Regions from separate parts of the Pan troglodytes genome. Here region 2 is linked to region 1. A link is a contact called in public Hi-C data. All regions are on one chromosome and are shown on one strand. Each heading gives the region's core, a stretch centred on a gene start, on an enhancer-like site or on the middle of the called end of the contact. The rest is flanking DNA. Distances are from core to core; before and after follow the strand shown.

The links. A called contact is a pair of places that touch in the nucleus more often than the background predicts.
Region 2: a contact with region 1 is called in a Hi-C map of induced pluripotent stem cells, with 3 times the contacts expected there. The contact joins two enhancer-like sites. A contact is called at or near these places in 5 of 7 Hi-C or Micro-C datasets (blood, induced pluripotent stem cells, a lymphoblastoid cell line and 1 more) and 1 of 1 other capture datasets (stem cell-derived neural stem cells).

The regions. Positions count from the first base shown.
Region 1 is chr2:37,143,418-37,148,169 of NHGRI_mPanTro3-v2.0_pri, reverse strand. It overlaps CRTAP (cartilage associated protein), which reads right to left. Exons shown (of 7, transcript NM_001280476.1): 4 at 4,179-4,307; 5 at 1,542-1,687; 6 at 1-61. Among named protein-coding and RNA genes, the nearest start is that of CRTAP, 18 kb to the right of the region's middle. Within about 2 kb of position 2,354, at least 4 of the 24 cell types and tissues checked have an H3K27ac peak or open chromatin away from gene starts, as enhancers often do. A contact at or near this core is called in induced pluripotent stem cells and stem cell-derived neural stem cells, where this site is marked.
Region 2 is chr2:37,385,694-37,390,445 of NHGRI_mPanTro3-v2.0_pri, reverse strand. FBXL2 (F-box and leucine rich repeat protein 2) reads right to left here. Exons shown (of 16, transcript XR_678860.4): 11 at 3,242-3,302; 12 at 2,427-2,471; 13 at 1,741-1,890. Among named protein-coding and RNA genes, the nearest start is that of UBP1, 63 kb to the left of the region's middle. Within about 2 kb of position 2,870, at least 2 of the 24 cell types and tissues checked have an H3K27ac peak or open chromatin away from gene starts, as enhancers often do. A contact at or near this core is called in induced pluripotent stem cells and stem cell-derived neural stem cells, where this site is marked.

The DNA.
Region 1 (4,752 bases), core at 1,105-3,604:
CCTTAGCAAAGTCATACAGCTCCTTCTGGAGTGTGGTCACATTAAAGAACTGAACTGCTTCCTGTTCAGACACAACAGAGAACAGTTTATAGGACCAACCTTTTCATCTTAGAACTGGGAGGAGGGAGGAACAGGATATGGGGTTTTTTCTAAGGTGATGAAAATGTTTAAAATTAGATAGTGGTAATGGCTGTATAACTCTGAATATACTAACAACCACTGAATTGTACACTTTAAAAAGGTGAATTCTATCCTATATAAATTATATCTCAATTTTTAAAAAAGAGTGGCCAGCCCTCAGTGGAAGACAAACTTACGAAAATCAAGATGGCATACAGAAATCCCAATGAAAATACAAGAGCAAAGATCAATTAGAAAAAATCTTTTGAAAGTAATATATAATGAATGGGGTTCACTGACAACACATGCTAAGTGGTCAGTTTGCCTATCAAGGGAATTAAATGATGGTCCATCCACAAAAGAGACTACCAGGGAGCTGTTAAAGGATAATAATTAAGATGATACATGGATGTGACATGGAGAAATATTCACGACAAATTGTCAGAAAGACAAAGAAAGTTGCAAAAAGTTGTAAAACTATGTAAATATGACCTTGTTTTTATAAAAATACACAAATATTTACTATATATATGAGTAAATATATACCTTTAAAGCAGGAGATAAAGAGATGGCACAGGCTGGGCGCAGTGGCTCACGCCTGTAATCCCAGCACTTTGAAAGGCTGAGGTGGGCAGATCACCTGAAGCCAGGAGTTCGAGACTAGCCCAGCGAAACCCCATCTCTACTAAAACTACAAAAATTAGCGTGATATGTTGGTGCACGCCTGTAATCCCAGCTACTCGGGAGGCTAAGGCAAGAGAATCGCTTGAACCCAGGAGGCAGAGGATGCAGTGTGCCAAGATCACGCCACTGCACTCTAGCCTGGGTGACAGAGCAAGACTCTGTCTCAAAAAAAAAAGAGAGAGAGAAGGTGTAGGATTACGAGAGAATTTTGTTTTCCGAGAGAGAAAGAAGGTGTAGGATTATGAGAGAATTTTGTTTTCAAAGTAAAATATTTCTGTAATGTTTGAAATTTGTAGAGTTTTTACAGATTCAGAAATCAGAATGAAGCAGTAAAATGTTAAAACACACACATGCACAAAACTACAGAAAAAAATGACTTTTCCTTGATTTCCTTTTTTTTGGCGCAATCTTGGCTCACTGCAACCTCTGCCTCCTGGGTTCAAGTGATTCTTCTGCCTCAGCCTCCCAAGTAGCTGGGACTACAGCCATGTGCCACCACGCCTGGCTAATTTTTGTACGTTTAGTAGAGATGGGGTTTCACCGTGTTGGCCAGGCTGGTCTCGAACTCCTGACATCATGATCCGCCTGCCTCGGCCTCCCAAAGTGCTGGGTTTACAGGCATGAGTCACCGCGCCCAGCCCCTTTATTTCCAAAATAACCCTTTCTCTTAAGGCACGAGGTAGTCTCCAGAAGGCAAGAATGAAGAGAAAAGGGAAGGTGTGGTGCACCAGACTTACAGGTCTGGGCTGGAAGTGCTCATCCGAGAGGCCCCAAGTGTCCCTGTGGTACTGGTAATACACCAGGTTCTGCTGCATGACCTTGTCATTCTGATCAAAGAGCAGGTAGCTGACTGCACAGGGGGCTGCATTCTTCAGGTCGTTCACTAGGGTTGGGAAGAAAAGACAAATGAAGAAATCAGCAAACCACACCCTATAATTTCTCTGCTTCTAAACAAAAAGGCCATATGAACAAGCCCCTTCTCCACAGTCCTTCTTCAGAGAGCCTGGGGCCGACTGGCAGCCCTGGGTGGGCAGGCCACAGATGGGGTCTCCACGGCAGCCTGGAGGCCAGGCTTGAAACTTAGTTCTAGTTAGGCACATGCCTATGGAGAAATGCCTATGTTCCACTTCCAGCTCTGGTGACCCGAGCTGGTCTCAGGTCCCTGGAAGCAGCTGGAAAAAGCTGGATTGTCCTGGGGCTGAGGGAGATAGGGAGGATGTGCTCAGCAAACAGGTGTCTCATCTGGGGCCTAGAGTGTCTGGATCCCATCTGGATGGGACCACAGTCTCCAGATCTAGGTTAGCTCCCCTACAGCTAAACCAGACCTGGAAAACCCAAAGGATGGTGGAGCCTCTGGGTTGGAGGGGATTTGGAAAGTCGCCTAGTTTTGCCACCTCCTGAGGATGGAACTCCCACCTCCAGCCTCTCTGCTTGGTGTTGCCCACCTGTGACAGTACCTTCAGCATAGGGATTTTGCAGGGCTTGGGATTTGTCTTGGGAGTGCAGGATGAGGAAGAGGTGATGAGACACAAGCCCCTGGTATGTATTCTGGCACATTCCACTCTAATTTACACAACAGTACCTTTGCTAAAGCTGTGGTTGGCCGGAGAAGCCAAAGCTTGGGTATGAATAAATTGTGCCACCCAGTGGCTGTTTCCTGTAATGACTACTTTAAAGCCAGCCCTTAGGGGCATTTACTCTTCAAATATAAATAACACCACCTGCCCTCAAGCAATGTAGCATGGTAGGTGGTCTAGAAAAAATTCAAAACGGGGCAGATTTTCAGGAAGCTCATTTCAGGAAGTACACTTTATTCATACTGTTGATCCCCGAAAGCAGATTTCCTGGGAAGCAGCAAGCATAGCTAGAGGCCTCAGTCCACCAGTGTTGATAAGTCTTTGCCAGTTTCTGATATGCAGGGCGATTTTCAGGGCATGTGAGGATTTCAGAGGCCCAGGGAGCTGCCAGAGCCCGCATGCATCCAGAACACTTCTAAATTCCTAGTGTTCTAGCTTCATACATTTAGAACCAAGCCATGCTCAGTGAGCTAGAAGACCTTATGGCTTTTTATATTTATATAATACATATTCTTTTTCTTTTTCTGACCTTCAGGGTGCAAGGCTTACTGTGTTCTGAAGAGGATGGGAGGTGAGATAAAGAGGAAACCCCCCCCCCAAAAAAAAACAACACAATTACCACAGTGGGAAAGGAGGGCTAAAGCCAAGATCACCTCTCTCACTCTTCCCAAGGCACCCTGAGACCAGCCACTCCTGAGTGTGAAGGGGCGACCCAGGGGATCTATTCTAGCCAGAAACCTGCCACCGCTAGACCCTGGCATTTCATTAGGGCAGAGGAAGTCCTGCTGCCACTGTCCCTAATAATTCTTCTGTGATTGGAACTGAACTGCCAAGGGACACACTGCTTGAACAAGTGGCACTTGGCAAAGTCAGGTACAGGGAGAGGAGGAAAAGCCGAAACACGCAGGCTCTGAAGTCTAACCCTGAACTTCCTTCTCTCCCATGTTTGCTTCCCATTGTCCACTAGAACGTTCTGATTGAGAAACTCCCATTTCAGATCAAGGGAGGACCAACTAGAATGAAACTAACAGGACAGGCGCAGTGGCTCACACCTGTAATCCCAGCACTTTGGGAGACTGAAGTGGGTGGATCACTTGAGGTCAGGAGTTCAAGACCAGCCTGGCCAAGATAGTGAAACCACATCTCTACTAAAACTACAAAAAATTAGCTAGGCGTGGTGGCACACACCTGTAATCCCAGCTACTCAGGAGGCTGAGGAAGGGGAATCACTTGAACCTGGGAGGCGGAGGTTGCAGTAAGTCAAGATCACACCACTGCACTCCAGCCTGGGCAACAGAGCAAGACTCTGTCTCAAAAAAAAAAAAAAAAAAAAAAAAAGAAAAGAAAAGAAAAGAAAGAAAAAAGAAAAGAAAATAAACTCTAACAGTCTGAAAAGTAAAGCTAGTGATGAAGAGGAAGGGAAATAATGATAACAAAAACAAACACACAGTTTGCTATGTGCCAGTGTGGGAATACCCCAGACATTTCACATCTATTAACTCATTTACTCCTCAGGACAATCCTATGAGGTTAGTACTACAATCTCTATTCACAATGAGGAAACTAAAGCACAGAGAAGCTAGTAAGTGATAAGGCTGAAATCGAACCCAGGCAGTGTGGTTACAGGCTCTGCCCTGAATCACTAAGCCATGCTGCCTTTTTGTGCAAAGCATAGCACCAGGGTTGTCAGTGGACCTCGATGAACTCTCAACAACCGTAGCTAAGAGTTATTACCTCTATTTTACAGTCTTAGAAGGACTAAGTGCCTCACCCAAGATGTCACAGAAGATTACTTACACTTATAATAGGCAAACTGCAAGTAATGATACATGGTAGCCACAAATTTCTCAACCGGATAGCCTCCTATAACTGGGGTGAGGTTCTCTTCACACTGTATTTTGCATTCCAGAACTTCTACATAATGATCTGAAACAAAACATATAAATTTTCAGAGCAGTGCATCCATTACTTTCTTAATATGCTACTGCCTCCTGCCCAAATGAAAAAGTTAAAAGAAAAATATTTACAGGCCAGGCGCGGTGGCTCACGCCTGTAATCCCAGCACTTTGGGAGGCTGAGGTGGGTGGATCACGAGGTCAGGAGATCGAGACTATCCTGGTTAACACGGTGAAACCCCGTCTCACTAAAAATACAAAAAATTAGCCGGGCATGGTGGCGGGCACCTGTGGTCCCAGCTACTCGGGAGGCTGAGGCAGGAGAATGGCGTGAACCCGGAAGACGGAGCTTGCAGTGAGCCGAGATCGTGCCACTGCACTCCAGCCTGGGCGACAGAGCAAGACTCCGTCTCAAAAAAAGAAAACAAAAAGAAAAAGAAAAGGAAAAATATTTGCGACACCTACAAGGAGCTGAA
Region 2 (4,752 bases), core at 1,621-4,120, 240 kb before region 1:
AGTTTTGCTCCTGTTGCCCAGGCTGGAGTGCAATGGCGAGATCTCAGCTCACAGCAATCTCCCCCTCCCAGTTTCAAGCAATTCTCCTGCCTCAGCCTCCCTAGTAGCTGGGATTATAGGCATGTGCCACCATGCCTGGCTAATTTTTTGTATTTTTAGTAGAGACAGGGTTTCTCCATGTTGGTTAGGCTGGTCTCGAACTCCCAACCTCAGGCAATCCGCCTGCCTCGGCCTCCCAAAGTGCTGGGGATTACAGGCATGAGCCACCGCAGCCAGCCTGGTACTTTTTAAAGTAACTTTTTCTTTTGAATTTTTTTTTTTTTTTTTTTTTTTTGAGACAGAGTCTCACTCTGTCGCCAGACTGGAGTGCAGTGGTGTGACCTTGGCTCACTGCAACCTCCGCCTCCCAGGTTCAAGCAGTTCCCCCGTCTCAGCCTCCAGAGTAGCTGGGACTACAGGCGTGTGCCACCACGCCCAGCTAATTTTGGTAGTAGAGATGGGGTTTCACCATCTTGGCCAGGATGGTCTCAATGTCCTGACCTTGTGATCTGCCCACCTCAGCCTCCCAAAGTGCTGGGATTAGAGGTGTGAGCCACCGTGCCCAGCCCTCTTGAATTTTGTGAAATTCTTTTTCTGCATTAGTTGATGTGATCATGTAATTTTTCTTCTTTAGTTAATATGGTTGATTACATCAGTCAGTTTTCAAATATTAAACTACACTTGTGTCTCTGGAGTAAACCCTGCTTGGCCATGGTATTATAATTATTTCTATATATTGCTACATTCTATTTGCTAATATTTTGTTACAGATACTTGCTTCTATGTTTATGAGGAATATCAGTCTGTAGTGTTTTTGTTTTGTTTTGGTTTGGGTTTTTTTTGGTACAATTTTTGTTTGGTTTTGATAACAGGGTATTACTGGCCTCATTAAAAAAAAAAAAAAAAGTTGTTTTGGGAGGCCAAGGCAGGTGGATCACTTGAGGTCAGGAGTTCGAGACCAGCCAGGCCAACATGGTGAAACCCCGTCTCTACTAAAAATACAAAAATTTGCTGGGCGTGGTGGTGCACGCCTGTAATCCCAGCTACTCGGGAGGATGAGGCAGGAGAATAGCTTGAACCAAGGAGGCAGAGGTTGCAGTGAGCCGAGGTCGCGCCACTGTAGTCCAGCCTGGGTGACAGAGCAAGACTCTGTCTCAAAATAAAAAAAGAGTTGTAAAATGTTTTCCTGTCTTATTTCCTAAAACAGAGTGTATAGAATTGATGCTAATTCAGGTCAGGTGCGGTACCTCACACCTGTAATCCCAGCACTTTGGGAGGCCGAGGCAGGCAGATCACCTGAGGTCAGGAGTTCGAGACCAGCCTGGCCAACATGGTGAAACCCCGTCTCTACTAAAAATACAACAATTAGCCAGGCGTGGTGGCGCATGTTTGTAATCCCCCCGCAAGGCTGAGGAGGAGAATTGCTTGAACCTGGGAGGTGGAGGTTGTAGCGAGCTCAGATTGTGCCACTGCTTTCCACCCTAGGCGATAGAGTGAGACCCTGTTTCAAAAAAAAAAAAAAAAGATGTTCATTCCTTAAATGTTTGGTAGAGTTCCCCAACAAAACCATCTGGATCTGGACATTTCTCTTTTGGGAATCTTAAAATTGCAAATTCAATGAAAGCAGTAATCAAATATTTAGATACCTTGCCTCCCAAGTTAGCCCAATTAATAGATTTTTGAAATCAAGAGAGATGATACCTTACAGAAAGAGAACCCAAACAGCTTCTTGTTGTGGTGGGAGGGCTCTTTCATCTTTAACAGGTGAATAATGTCAGAAAAACTCAGACTCACCAGGGCTTGCAGTTTAGGACAGTGAATGGAGAGCTGGATGAGTGTGCTGTCGGTTATCTGGAGAGAAACATGCTGTGTCAGTATGGCTTCTACACCAGAACTTAATACCTAATCCTGGCTTCTCCTGAACACGACAATCAAAAGGCGTAAAAGAATTAAAAACTCATCTCCAACACTGGGGCTGGGAGCTCCTCTCTTCACCAGCACTCTAAAATCTGCCCACTTCTAGAGATGCAAAACTGTTCTTTGGTCTCTCTTCTGGTAGCCCAAGGAGGCTTGGGGCAAGAGACAAAGAGGGAGTGGGCAAGGAGGGTTCCCAGGATTCTCCTCTTTGGAGTCACCCCATCACTGGACATGCAAGCTTATTTTATAGAGCTATCCTGAACTTCTCTTCTGTAGTTCTGTCTGATGACTGAGAATGGCCAAAAGTTCACGCATCCACTGCCATGGCCTTCACAGGTTTCCAAGTCCTGCCACTGAGGTTGATCAAGGAGGGTCAGGATGATAGCGAGTCAGTGTCTCTGGCTGTGCTGTACTGGCCAGCAGTGACTAAGGAGCAGGCTGCCCTGCAGGGCTGTCAGGAGTCCACTCACCAGGATGCATTCTTCAAGATCCATCTTCTCCAATTCGTGGCAATTCTGGAAGAGTCCACAAGACACACCCCACATGTGAGTCAGTGGTGACAGCAACAATGGTGGCTTGCCCTATCCCTCTGAGTATTGGCCCAGTGTCCTTGTTCTCTTCTGTTAAGAAGTATGCCCTCTTCCTAAAGCTACCCAGTAAACCAGCACTTCTGAACAGCTGCCTTTTGAGTTACAGTGCTTTGGAAATGGGAATAGGGCTGCCTCTGGCTGCATTTCCTTCTCTCAACTTGTAAAGAGAGTTGTCTACAACCTTCCCAGTGGCTCGCAGACATCAGCAGGTAAATTTTAGCCATAGCCTAGACTCTGGGAGGGCATGGGGATGGGGCACTAAGCCACACTGTGGGGGTTGGGTGGAGGTAGCCAAGTGTATCAGCAGCCCCAGGAGGACATGGGTTCCTGGCAGCAGGTCCAGAGGGGCCCCCAGTGGTCAGTGTTTGCAGGACAAAGGGCAGGGTACAGCCCAGTTAGGGGGAGCTGCTGAGAGGCCAAGTTGGGGTCCAATGAGGAATGGAGTCTCCTGCCAGGAGGAGGCTGGTCCCACTTGACCACGCGTGAGGCTCAGACTCTTTACAGAACCCTCTATAGGACTTCCCTAGATTTCTGGCTAACTGGAAAAACTGCAATACACACCCCAAGGGTTCTACTCTACTTTGTGCCTGTCTTTTCTGAAGGTAGTCTTTTGCACACCCAAAACCACTCCAAGTCACTTTGAATTCGGGAGGTGAATTAAGAGTTTGGTTGTATTCTTTAAATCTATGCCTTACCCGAGCTAAAAGTGTAAAACCTGCGTCAGTCAAATGGGAGCATCGGGCAGCCTCCAAAATTCTGAGGAGAAAGTGGGTACAGGGGAGAAAAAGGTACCAACTAGTTAATAATGGAAACACATATTTTATTATGCATACTTGAGTCTTTTCTGCTCTTTGACATGCTTTTGCTTCTGTTAACAGCCCTTAGGGAATGTGACCTGCCCAAAGCCCTGAAGTTCCATCCCAAACTTGGAAAGTAAATCCAAGAATCTTCCTGCTTTACCAGCATGTTGTTTTTAAATAGTATTCTAATATTTGTTTTTTGTTTTTGTTTTTGTTTTGTTTTGTTTTGCAAACAGCGTCTCATACTGTCACCCAGGCTGGAGTGCAGTGGAGCATCTTGGCTCACTGCAGCCTCCGCCTCCCAGGTTCAAATGATTCTCCCGTCTCAGTCTCCCAAGTAGCTGGGACTACAGGTGCCCGCCACCATGCCCAGCTAATTTTTGTACTTTTAGTAGAAACGGGATTTCATCATCTTGGCCAGGCTGGTCTCAAACTCCTGACCTCAGGTAATCCACCCACCTCGGCCTCCCAAAGTGCTGGGATTACAGGCATGAGCCACCATGCCCAGCCTTGTTCACTTTTTAAACACATTTAAAATGAACTTTTCTCAACAAAATCATCTTGAGATTTACTGCATTTATGGAAACTCCCAGGTACCCTAAAGGAAATTTAAAAAATTTGTGGACAATGAAAAATAAGTTAATTCTCAATTACCCATGCTTAATAGGGATGGGTGCATGAATAACATTTCTAAGTTAAACACTCCCTTACAGCAATAATTTTGACCTCCTTTCTGGCCAGTTTTGATCACCCAAATTCCTTCTACTAAGCAGAAATATCTAAATGATATAGTACCTTCTCTACAACAGTAAGAAAAATTGGTAAAAGCAGAAATATACAATTCTTAAAAGATACAGAACTGGTGTGAGCGTGGGAATGGATCAGTTTCATTGGGAAGTAGAGATTTTTAAAAAGTATCTTTTTTTCTGCCTCTTGGATAAAGTTTAAGGTTGCTGGTTCTGAAGTCAACTATTGTTACTATTGTTAAAATTTTAATATTCATAGCTGGTAATGATAATCTATTACCTTGAGGATAAGAATACAAATTATTGGGTTTTTTTGTTTTTTTTTTTTTGAGATGGGGTCTCACTCTGTCGCCTAGACTAGAGTGCAGTGGCACAATCTTGGCTCACTGCAACCTCCGCCTCGCGGGTTCAAGCAATTCTCCTGCCTCAGCATTCCGAGTAGCTGGAATTACAGGCACCTGCCACCAACCCGACTAATTTTTGTATTTTTAGTAGAGACGAGGTGTCACCATGTTGGCCAGGCTGGTTTCGAATTCCTGACCTCAGGTGACCCACCCACCTCAGCATCCCAAAGTGTTGGGATTACAGGCATGAGCCACCATGCCTGGCCTAAATTATTATTTGTTAAAAACTTTTTCTCCTACTGGGGAAGAAGCTAAG